2 separate regions of the Sus scrofa genome follow, and region 2 is linked to region 1. The links are chromatin contacts, called in public Hi-C maps. All regions are on one chromosome and are shown on one strand. Each heading gives the region's core, a stretch centred on a gene start, on an enhancer-like site or on the middle of the called end of the contact. The rest is flanking DNA. Distances are from core to core; before and after follow the strand shown. Region 1 has its middle 16 kb from the start of ZBTB16. Region 2 overlaps ZBTB16 (zinc finger and BTB domain-containing protein 16).

What was found. Hi-C and Micro-C count contacts between places; a contact is called where the count stands out from the background.
Region 2: a Hi-C map of skeletal muscle shows a contact between it and region 1, with 3 times the contacts expected there. The contact joins two enhancer-like sites. A contact is called at or near these places in 2 of 5 promoter capture datasets (fetal liver and liver) and 2 of 47 Hi-C or Micro-C datasets (liver and skeletal muscle).

What each region holds. Positions count from the first base shown.
Region 1 is chr9:41,620,868-41,626,812 of Sscrofa11.1, reverse strand. No RefSeq gene overlaps it. Among named protein-coding and RNA genes, the nearest start is that of ZBTB16, 16 kb to the left of the region's middle. Within about 2 kb of position 3,787, at least 8 of the 83 cell types and tissues checked have an H3K27ac peak or open chromatin away from gene starts, as enhancers often do. A contact at or near this core is called in skeletal muscle, where this site is marked.
Region 2 is chr9:41,682,555-41,688,499 of Sscrofa11.1, reverse strand. All of the region lies in intron 2 of ZBTB16 (zinc finger and BTB domain-containing protein 16), which reads right to left. Among named protein-coding and RNA genes, the nearest start is that of ZBTB16, 46 kb to the right of the region's middle. Within about 2 kb of position 3,404, at least 1 of the 83 cell types and tissues checked has an H3K27ac peak or open chromatin away from gene starts, as enhancers often do. A contact at or near this core is called in skeletal muscle, where this site is marked.

The DNA of each region.
Region 1 (5,945 bases), core at 2,538-5,037:
GCATGCCTCAGCAAAAAAAAAAAAAAAAAGCAAACAAACAGAACAAAATGAACCATCATCTAGTCCAATCTCACCATTTTACAAGAGAGGAAGCAGAGCAATGTTCCTAAAGCCATAGAGTCCGTCAGAGCCAGGACTTGGGACCAGAGCCATTTGGGGGCCCATCAGGAGAATGTCATTGAAGCCATTCAGTCCTCTTGGAAATCTTATGAAATGACCTTCAAAGTCTCTTTGTTTCAGTTTCTTCACATGTAAGTCAGATTAGCAGCAGTTCCCACTTCACCAGGATTCGTAGCGGTCATCTTTTCAAAGTCTTTGGTTATGACATATCTTGCCCATAGAGGGAAGCTTTCATTTGCAAAACAAGCTCAAGAAGGTGATGAAGCTGGAAAAGAAAATTTGGGGTCAGAATTAGTTGGACTGGAGAGCAGTGAGGCAGAGATTTTCCTGCAGCTCATAACCAGCAATACTAATCATGTGATGGTAAGAAGTACGGCCCATGAAAAGCATGTGATACACATTTGGAGATGCCTTTTCTAGCTAAATCTATGTGTGCGTATACATATATGTACACACAAATATATCCTTTCTGAAATTTAATTTCATTTAAATTTAATTTCACATTGTTACTGCTCTTTGATAGTCATGATTCCTATATCGGCGACCCATGACTGTGTTCCTTTGGGGTTTAGTACAGGTGACAACCCTGTGAAGAAGAAGCAGTGTGCCCCGTCATCTGGGCTCTGGAATCAGACTACATGGGTCTCAAACCCAGATTGTCCCCGAGAAGTGATGTGAAATTTGGCCCATTTCCTGACTCAAGTCTCAGTTTCCTCCTCTATGTCATGAGAATACCTAAGGTTTCTGCAGCCTCAAAGAAGTTAAAGAGTTTGGCCACGATCCCGCCGTTCGTCAGGGACAGAGCTGGGATATAAAACTAGGTCTATTGGATTCCCCAAAGCGCCTTTTTCCTGGATACCCCTCTGCCTTAGGAGGAAAGTGGCCGGTAAGCCTGCTGAGGAGGCCTGCACCCCGCCCAGCCTTTTCTTTTAAGGGCCATCGCCTATGCTCTGTGTGAGAGGCCCAGATAGGTTCAATCACATATGATGCATGAGATATATATGTTAGACTTCAGTTTAAAAAAAAAAAAAATCCTGTACCACTCCCTCACCCATGTCTAAAATTAAAATGCCAAAAATACTACCAGGAAGAGAAATTTGGTGAAAAGCAAGAAAGACTATAAATTGACTGCAGAGTCTACGGCGAGACTTGGATTTCTCTGGTTTATTAAAGTCTCACTCTGTAGGAGCTCCTTTCAAGAAGCACTCAAATAAACTGCACCAATATTTGACAGTGTGGAAGCTCTTTTCAAAGACTGTGTAGCCTATCTTCCCAGAAAGAGAATTTTCCTTCTTTTGAGTTTACTGCCTATTGAGCGCCTTCAATAAAAAGGGGAAAAAAGTAATCATGAAGGATGGTGATATTTTTTTCTTCCCTAATATCTCCTTGGAACATCCTGAAATGTTTACCTGCTGATTTTCTGTTAGGCAGATTGGAGAGAGCAAGGTGAAATTATAAGAACACTGACTTCCAGTCAGAAGACCTGGATTCAAGGCCGGCTTGGACAAATGCTTCCTGTGTAACCCTGGGCAGGTCACTTAACCTCTCCGTGTTTCTAAGTCCTCCTCTGCAAGAACGGTGCTATTACATGGAACCTGTCTCTGACCTTTTCTTTTTTTTACAGCCTCACCTGTGGCACATGGAAGTCCTAGGCTTGGAGTCCAATCGGAGCTGCAGCTGCCAGCCTACACCACAGCCATGCCAGGTCGGAGGTGCAGGTATGACCTACACTGCAGCCTACGGCAATGCCAGATCCTTAACCCACCGAGCTCGGTCAAGGATCGAACCCACATCCTCATGGATATTATGTCAGGTTCTTAACCCACTGAGCCACAATGGGAACTCCAGTCTCTGAACATTTTAAAGTCCTTGCTCCGTTCTTTGAGAAGAGCCTTAAGACCTGTCCCTAACTTACTGCCTGACTCTGAGCAAGTCGCTTCCCCTCCTCGGGGCCTCAGTTTTTCGAGGATCACATGAAAGTATCGGACTAGGCTTGTTGCCAAGCCGACGACTCTAGCTATGAAATCCTTTAGCACTCTGCGAACTCCATCGCACCCCCTGAAACTCGGTCCCAGCACGTTTGGACGGAGAGAAGGTATGAAGCAGGTGTGTGGAAGGGACATGGTCTCTCTTCATCGTAACCCTGATTCCCACCAGGAGGAACCCAGGCGTTCGGGCACCGTCTCCCTCCACACAGGAGCAGACGACCCAGAAGAGGGCAGCTGGGCTTCAGCCTGGGCAGGAAATGGTAAGTGCTTCTTCTGTCGATGATGGCTGTCTGTGGTTCTAGAGAGGAAAGCAGATATCAGTGGTGAAGCTTAGCCAGGTCATAGAGGAAGGAGCAGGGGGAGGGGGCAGGGCAGCTGTAGTGCAGTCAGTGTTCCACTGTGACCCAAATAAGGTGTCCTTGGTACAGAGAGGGCGATGGAGCATTAGATAGAGATATAAATACAGATAGGCTGCTTTGCATCAGGTCTAGAAACACATTTTCTCCTCTCTCGTTCAGAAATCATGCCCCAACCCAAGGTTGCTGGTTCCCACCTCAGGGCCTTGGCACTTGATGGATCCCAGACTCCCACCCTCCCCCGAAAACCTTCCTCCCATCCCACCATACACTTGTTTCTACCTTAAGAACTCAAACAACCCTTCTGCAGAGAAATCCTTCCTACAGATGCCTTATCAGGAGCTGCCTCCTGCCCCTGGGGGGCCCTCTGCCCTGCATTTTTGTTTTCATAGCACTTGCTAGTACCGGAAATTGCCTCCTTTGTTTATAGGACTGCTTGTTTATTTCCTGGCTACCCCCAGAGCCTCCCTACAGCTCCCTCCGACTTAAGGTAAGCTTCCTGAGGGCAGGGGCCTGGGCCCTTTCAGGAGGTTGTATTGGGAGCACCAGGACCAGGCTGGCACACAGTAGGCTCCTAAGAAATATTTGTTCCAAGAGTGAAAGAGCAAAACAAGAAATGTGCTGGGTTTTTTTTTTTTTTCTCTCCCCAGGAAGACTTTTTTAAACAAACAGGCAGCCTGTTGTTGAGAATGAGCGGTTCAGGCCTAGATAATTCACAGCCGGGGAAGAAGCAGGAGTAGGTTCTTCCACAGGCTCTGAGGTAGCTGGGCCGATCGCACAGTTCTTTTTCCTGATAGGGCTTCCAAAAGACACCTCCACATGATGTCCCCACTCTCTGTGCCCGCCAGGGAGAAGGCGGGATGGGGGACCATGCCTGGAGTTCGGGCAGCACTGTCCCCAATACTTTCCCCTCATTTTACCATTTCATCAATGAGGACCCAGGCACCCAAGGTTCAACGACGTGGCTGAGATTGTCGAGTCTAAAGTCAAAACTGGATCCAGTTGGTGCTCTTGCCTCTGCATTTAAACTTGTTCAGAGGAACCCAAGCTGCCTGGCTCCCATACCTGCCCCCATGGAGAGATGGCGAGCGCCCACCTACACACGGCGCCAGTGATAACAGGCTCCTTAGCGGACCCAGCTCCAGAGGGAGGCAGATGAGGCACAGAAAGCAGGTGCAGAGCTTAAGGAAGCATCACTGCTGGGTTCTGGGGTGATTTGGAGAAATGCCTTGTTAAATCTCAGAGCCCAGCCCCATGCTCGCCTCACCTGGTCCTGGCCCTGCTCCTTGGAGCTTTCTGCAAGTTCTCTGTCCTTTTCTCTCGTGTCATATGATACTTCTTTTTTTAGAAAGATCATCAACATGACTAGATGGTGGATTGCTCTCGGGAAGCATTTGACTCGCTTTGCCAACTAGCTCTAGCCACTTCTTGGCAACGTGCCCTCCAAGTGGCCACTGAAATTATTTTTCTAAAGGATCGATCTGTCACTCCCCCCACGTCAGTGCCCCTTCTCATGCCTACATTTTTTTAAGGCCTAAACACATGGCTGTTCTTTACGACACTTTACACATTGGCAGCATTCTGTCTCCAAAGTCTTGTCACGCTTCTGAGGCTTTAGGCAGGCTGTGTCTTCTGCCCTGGGGCCCCCCTCCCTGTCTGTCTGGGCAAAATCATTTACCCTTCCAAGCCTAACTCCAAGGCCACTTACACACAAGATGTTCCAGATCTGGAGTAACGCTGATGTGAACCCAGTCTCCGCTGGTGGCCAGAAGGTACCCGACCTAGGAGGTGAGAGCAATCAAGCCAGCAGTCAGGGCCTCCCAGGGCCCCTTCTCACATTCTCTGCAGTGACAGCTCTGTGTGGGGAAGGTTCCCTCCTACACTCAGCCTGGGCAATGTGACTTCATCACCTGGCTAAGTGTGACTCTAGCCTTTGAACTTTTTTTTTTTTTTTTTTGCTTTTTAGGGCTGAACCTGAGGCATCTGGAGTTTCCCAGGCTAGGGGTTGAATGGGAGCTACAGTTGCTGGCCTACACCACAGCCACAGCCATGCCAGATCCAAGCCACGTCTGAGACCTACACCACAGCTCATGGCAATGCCAGATCCCTAACCCACCTGAAACTGACAGCACTAGTCCAGAACACAGACTGGGACTTGAACACACTGAGCGAGGCCAGGGATCAAACCCACATCCTCGTGGATACTAGTCGGGTTCATGACCGGCGAGCCACAGCGGGAACTCCTGAGCTAACTTTATATTTTGCTGTAACAATGAGGATCCAAGCTGTTGGCAACAAAGCGAAACCAGGCTCCCAGGTGGCCTGGAACCTCCCTGGTTCACCCAGGGCTTATTTTTAGACTTTTCTCTTTGGCGTCCAGCTTCCCAAGCTGCCAGGGTCAGGGGTGTTTCACTGGTTTGCAGCCGGAATAGGCGGGCACCTCAGAGCCCAGCCTTCTGCCCGGCTCCCCCCACCCTGGTTTCTAAGTTCTCATGTTTGTTTTCCTCCCTCCTCCGTGTCTAACTTTTCTGTCTTCTTTTCATGATCTTGAGACTCAATCCAAAGTCAGGCTGACATTTTGGCCCTGTCTCCCCAAGGAGCTCAGCGCTGAGATCTTTTTCCCTGGAAAGAAAGTTGATGTATGTGTGGGTTTGGGAGAAGCTTAGAGAAGAAAGTTAGTGATTATTATCCATGCACGCTGGATAATAACAACGATAATAATAATACAATAATAATCAAGAAGAACAATGCCTACCTTTGCGGAGCACTAACTCTGTAGCAATTGGGCCAGGTCATTTTTTAAGCCTTGTCTCATTTAATCTCTTAGGTAGGGCTGCTCTCTACCCATCATAAAGGTGGTTCCTATTATACCCATTTCCAAATAAGACGTTGAGGCTTAGAGAGTTAGATAAGTAGCCCAAGATCAAACAGCTGGTGAGGGCTGGTGTCTAGGTTGGCCTTACAACCTGTAGCTCTTATATCTGAGGGACCCGAAACAAATCGCTTCACCTCTCTGCATGTCAGTTACATTGCATCTGTGACGGCAACTAGCAGAGATATTCCTCATTTTATAAGCCAGTTAGGACAGATGAATGGGATAAGGACTCTGAGGTGCTATGTGTTAATCATTATCTTTATGAAATCTGAGACCGCCCCCCACCCCAAAATCTGGGAGAGCACAGAATTACCTAAGACACTGGGAATTCTTTTTCACACAGGAAAATTGTTTAGATGTTCCTTGCTCTGATTTGAACCTGTACCTTCCATTTTGAGAGATTATCATTCTTTACAATCCAGGCTCTTTGGCTTGACCATGGGACTTTACGATTTTCAAAAGATGGTTTTAGTTGAGCCTGATGACAATGGGGGAGTTAGGACAAATATATGCCCCCCTTCTGCAGGCAGGAAAACTGAAAGTGGCTGTCAGGGGCTGGCTCGGAGCAGGACTCCTGACGTCTACTCTGGCTCTCTTTGCTTCCTT
Region 2 (5,945 bases), core at 2,155-4,654, 62 kb before region 1:
TTGTGTCCTCTTTTGTCAGGGCCTGGGATCTCAGAGCTAAATCTGGCACCAAAAGACCATCTGGGGCTGCCCTCTCACACACGGAGAGTTAAACAGCTCAATGAATGAACCCAGGAATTAATAAATGATAAAGCCCTGTGGTCCCCATCAAACCTCTCCTCTCCCCAGCAGCATTCAAACCCTCCCAGCGTCTTCCACAATGAATGCTTCCTAGGTACAAATCAATAATAATAATAATAAAAGTAGGGGGTGGGAAAGGGATTCCATTAGCAGATTTCAAAAAAGGAAAAAAAAAAAAAACAAACAACAACAACAACAACAAAAAACCCAGCCCCAAATTCCTACTAAATTCTCTACTGGTTCCAGGTTAATTTGAAAATCTCTCTCCAAATAGGACAGAAAAAAAAAAAAAAAGTTGAACAGCATACTGTCACCAAACTCCAGCCCTCCCAGTCCAGCACACTATTCCTCTTGGGAAAACATCTACCTCCAAAGCCAGTTTTACCAGCCTATTCTGGAATCGAGAGCAGGGAGTTCTTCAAACTTGTGGTTGCAAAGGGGAGGGGTTGGGGGAGAGATGGAGTGGGAGGTCAGCGTTAGCAGATATAAACTCTACTACACAGAGGGGAAAGACAACGAGGTCCTACTGCAGAGCACAGAGAACTAAATTCAACGTCCTATGATAAACCATAACGGAAAAAATATTTTTTAAAAAAAAGAGTGCATGGCGCAACCGTGTAAATCAACTATAATCTATTCGACTGCACCTTTCTTTCTCTTGGCTGCACCTACAGCATGTAGACATTCTCAGGCCAGGGATCAAATCCATGCCATGGCAGTGACTGGAGCCATACCAGGGACATAGCGGGATCCTGAACCTGCTGTGCCCCAAGGAAACTCCTCAACTATACTTTAATAAAAAAAAAAATGCTTTAATACATTTACAGGCGTTCCCACTGTGGCACAGTGAGTTAAGGATCTGGCTGCAGCCGTGGAGGTGTGGGTTCGATCCCAGTGCCCCCCCCATCCGCCCCCCCGCAGTGGGTTAAGGATCTGGTGTTACACAGCTGTGGTGTAGATGGCAGCTGCAGCTTGGATTCCATCCCTGGCCCGGGGAACTTCCACATGCTGCAGGTGTGGCCAAAAAGAAAACCAAAACATTTACATAACATAATACATGTTACAAGAAACATACAAAGAAAAAGATACACATAAAAATATAAAAGAGTATACCGAATCACTTTGCTGTACAGCAGAAATTAGCACAACAGTGTAAATCAACAGTACTTCAAATAAATAAATAACGATTATATAGTTCTCTAAAAGAGATAAACAACAAGGACCTACTGCATATAGCACAGGGAACAATACTCAAGAGTCTGTAATAACTTACATGGGAAAAGAATCATAAAAAGAATATATACATTTATATTTATTTTTCATAAATGTATGTATAACTGAATCACTATGCAATACACCTGAAACTCACACAACACTGTACGTGAACCACACTCCAATAAAAACAAAGAAGAGCCTTTTCCCAAGCTGCATGTGTATATATCCACGTCACATGGCTGAGAAAAAGTCAGGGTTACATACCCAACCCCAAGGAAAGCAAAATCTTTTGGTCACTTGGAGAAGCGGTACAAGCGTTCTTCCAAGGTGGGAAATCCAGCACTGCCCTCACTTTGGGAGGCTCAAATATCATGTTCTTTGGAGAAGAGACACCGTGAGAGAGAGGATGTTTCTCCAAAATGACTTGCTATACTTGGCAGCCACTGGATTTATTCACGTTCAACGACCAAGCGTTTCATCACCCGAGCATGGGAAACAGGGCTAATGGGAGGGAGTTAAATTAGATCTGAACACAAAGCGTCTGACATACGGTGCTGTTACAGGTCTACAGAGCTGTTCTCTGGACATCCTCTGAACCACAAGAGGAAGGATGCTCCAGCAGGTGAGTGAGTGGGTCACGTGATGTCCAAGGTCCCTTCGAGGACCCGGATCTGGAAAAAATCCAGGAAGTCAGTAGGTGCATGGCTAAGCAATCAGCCAGGCGAGTGGATCGCATTCAGCCCAGGACCCTTGTTGACCGGAGACCCTGGACTGGTCACTGAACCCTCTGGGGCCCCTCATCTCGCCTACAAAATTAAAGGGACCGCCAGGATATCTCCCACCTCACAGCTGGACTGTCTTTCTCGGGGCAGGGATGTGTGTGCATCTCTATGGGTCCTCCTGCCCCTTCCGAGTCCAGCAGGTGAAGATACAACAGCCATCAAGTGAGGGACTGGCCTGTGAGAGTCGATATGAAGGGGGAAAGTCTGGGCTCCAAGGAACCGTGGCCAGAAGACAGACCACGGACACGAGGAATTCACATGGTAAGGGGTTTGAAGGGATGAGAACGAGCAGGGTTTCCTTGAGAATCAGAAGAGAGAAGCTGCTGAAACCAGGAACCCTCAGGCCAGTGCACATGGGCTTCTCATAAAATCTCCAAAAGAAACCAGGGCTAAGAATTAGGATTTTATTTCCTTTTCCATTTTCCTGTGTAATCCGCTATAATGATGGGGTTTTTTTAAAGTCGGCAACAGGAGTCAGGGCCCTGTGACCTCAAAAGAAGGTAAATATAGCCACGAAACAACCCCAGGCAGAAGGGATGAGCTGCCTTCTCTGAGGAAGCGACGGAACACTTCAGAAGGGAGCGGCCACCCCGTGGAAAGTAGAAGCAGAGACAGCGGGACCAGCACTTTCCTCCTAACAACCCTCGACTGCAAAAGGTTAATAGGGACTGGAGGGGAGGTGGTGGGATGGGGGAGAGGCAGGGAGAGGAAAGCATTATGCAATATTAGAATGCTACTTTTATTTTAAAAGCCATCATGTGTAAAGCATTAGTGTTTTTGAAATTGCATTCTTGAGTTAATTAAATGGACAATCTTTTATACATAAAAGTGAAAGAAAGCAATTAAAAGCTAAATGAAGAAAAACCGCCTTTCCCTGGTGATGGGGGCTACCCCGATCCCTTTGTATTAACATGGAACAAAGACAAGGATCTCCCCAGCACCACTGTCCAAATGTCTCTTTTATGGCCCCCTCGGTGACAGTTTGAGAAGTATTTGTCTTCCTTCTAAGTTTACCTATGAGACTGTTAGGATGAGAGGAGGAGAGAACAGTGAGAGGGAAAAAAACCTCATCTGAGCACAACTAACAAACAGGGGGAACCCAGAGAAAGGCCAGGTCTCACTGCCTCCAAGGAAGCCTTAGCAGGGACGCCACCGCTCTTTGGTTACCTCCACCAAAAAATAGCCACCCCCAGGGTTTTACCCATGAGAATTAATTCAGAGTTGGGGCTATTGGCCAGCCTCAGCTCACAGGCTCCTTGCATGACTCAGAAAAGTACATTCAGATCACCAGAGAAACTAAGAAGCGTTATCAGGCGAACTGCTATGTCAGCGTTGCAGGTGCCAAACGCCAGCTGCTCTAACTTTTCCCAAATGTGTTTTGCCCGGGTGGGTGGAAGACGATGGGTAAAACTGCTAACTCACCTGGCTAAAAACGGGTCAGAAAAAGGCAAACATGGCTCAAGTGTGGTGACCAAGCCTGATCTCAGGCAAACTCCCCTTCCGATGCCCAAAGGGACTTCTTAAGCCTGCAACTCAAAGTGGTTGCGATGACTCTGGTGCCCCTACTAGACTATCCCGGTGCTAAAGGGCAATATACCTTTCTCTTTCATATGAGCTAGAAGAAAAGCGTGCATGAGTCAATGCCCATCCAGGAGAATGGTTTTCCAGTGGAAACATGCTGCAGAAGCTAAAAGGATGTTCTCTTTTTTGGAGGCTGGGTAGGCTGAAGCCTCTGATGAGCTAATCCCAGAACCCAGGCCTCCTGGATCCCTGGCCACAAGATCTCCTACCTCTTCATTTCTGGGAGATCCATCCCTTCACTGAATCTGAGAATCATGCCCAAAAAGATTTTGGAAAATGCCAGCAAACCATCACAAAACAGCACCAATCCATTTTCCATGTTCCCCGCTCATCCTCTGCCCTGCTAAGACAGAGCCTCCTAGGAGCAGTGCCGACTGCTGGATATTCCAGAGTACTTTCTTTTCCCTTCCTGCTATGGGAACAAAAAAGGGTAGGTGGGAAGGAAAGGTAACAGAGAGAGAGCCAGGCCCAGAAAGCATGAGCAATGCTTCAATCTTAGGTGCTGGAGGTGAAGGCGGATGTCTTTCACTAGCTGCGTCCTTCCGCAGACAGCAGGCCAGGTCCACAGGCTGGCAGAGGCTTGCAACTTTCTTACAAAGCTGTGCTAAACTACCCCCTACTCTGCTTGCATCCTCCCTGCCTTCAAAGGAGATGAGCATCGTTAGCTGCCCCCTTTCCATGTATGTCCAGCCAATGATAATAACAGAGACTCTCGACCTCTGTCGAATCCAGACGCATCCAGGTTAAAAACAAAACAACAAAAAAAGACAAGCTTCTGTGGCTGCAGAGGTGCCTGCTCTGGTTTCTTCTCCCTTCCCTGCTCCCCTTTGCCAAAGGAGCTCAAACCGGGCACCTTGACCAAGATGCTGGTCTGAGTGGAAGGAAGGAAGAAAGATGCGAAAAGAGAAGAAACTGGAGTGGATCGCCCACCAATTCAATTACTCAGCCTCCACCCAAGAGAGGAGAGTTTGTTAAATTTCTCTTTGATTTCCCGGGCTCCGAACCCACACACTGGTGTCAGGAGGGGTGTTAAATAAGTCACCAAAACGAAGCACCTTTGTGCCCCTGCACCACAGGCACCCACACCTCCCTTTGAGAGAGAAAGCGGCGTGGTTCACTCCAGCCACCTCACCCCTGCCCCCCCCACCCTCTGTTCTGCGGCCGAGTTTCATCTTGGGCCCCCGCTCGAGAAAGGAATTCAGGATGGGTTAAACGTTACCTGTATCTCCACCCCACATCTCCTAAACCATCTGATAAGCGCTAGAGAAAACATCCTGTGTACAGAGGTTGAGATGCTGACACAGGGTGGGGGGGGGCACCAACGACCCAGGGGGCCACAAGGAGTTAATCCCCCCCGCCGAGAGATAGGGGCCCACTCTTTGGAAAGTTCAGAGAAAGCAAAGACAAGAAAGATTCCACCGGCCCTTACATGTGGTCACCGAAAACACAAACGCAAGCAGAGACTTCTATGTCCCAAAGTTACAAAAACAACAACCAAAACCTCCTCAGTCCTAACAGACGGTACGCGCTAAAAAAGCAATCGGGAAAAATTTTAAAAAAGTGTGTTTAAGCAGAATGTTCAGCCAGGTGGCCGTGCTGGGCAGCCCTCCCGCTCCTCTCTGGGTTAAAAGGTGCTCTGGACGCAGGCTGACAGGGGAGGCGAGCAGGTCTACCTCCAGGATTCCAGATAGTTCCGGATCCTCCCCCCTGCACTGTCCACACTTCTCCCTCCTTTCAGCACAAGGCCCCGCCTAAAGGCAGGAGACGGCTTCCGATGAACTCGGGGCTCTCTCGGCTCCTGCATTTTAACCTCAACATTCACAGTGTTGGGGTTCAAAGCGGAATCATCACCCATGCAGCCAAAAGCCATTTTACAGACCTCCACTCCCAGCACCCCTGATACAGTGACGGCTGCCTTCAAATAAGGCCTTTCAATGTCCCCAGCAGCCAAGCGGAGCAGGACATCACGGTTTGGAAAGGCGCTCTCATGGGACCGGAGTGGGTTCATATGGACACATGGAAAGAGCAAGGTTCCACCAACTCAACTGTCCCCTCTGGACACCTGGGTGGCACTGGGAGCTCTGAGGACTGTGGGGAAGCATCAAAGGCTTCAAGCCCAAGAAGGGAGCTGCCCAAAAAGCTTCATGACTGGCCTTTTCTTTCCCCTAGAATTGCCCTCATCTCTCCTGCCTATAAAATTTTGCAGGCACCCAATAAATTATTAAGTGACTGTTTACCTCCTACTAA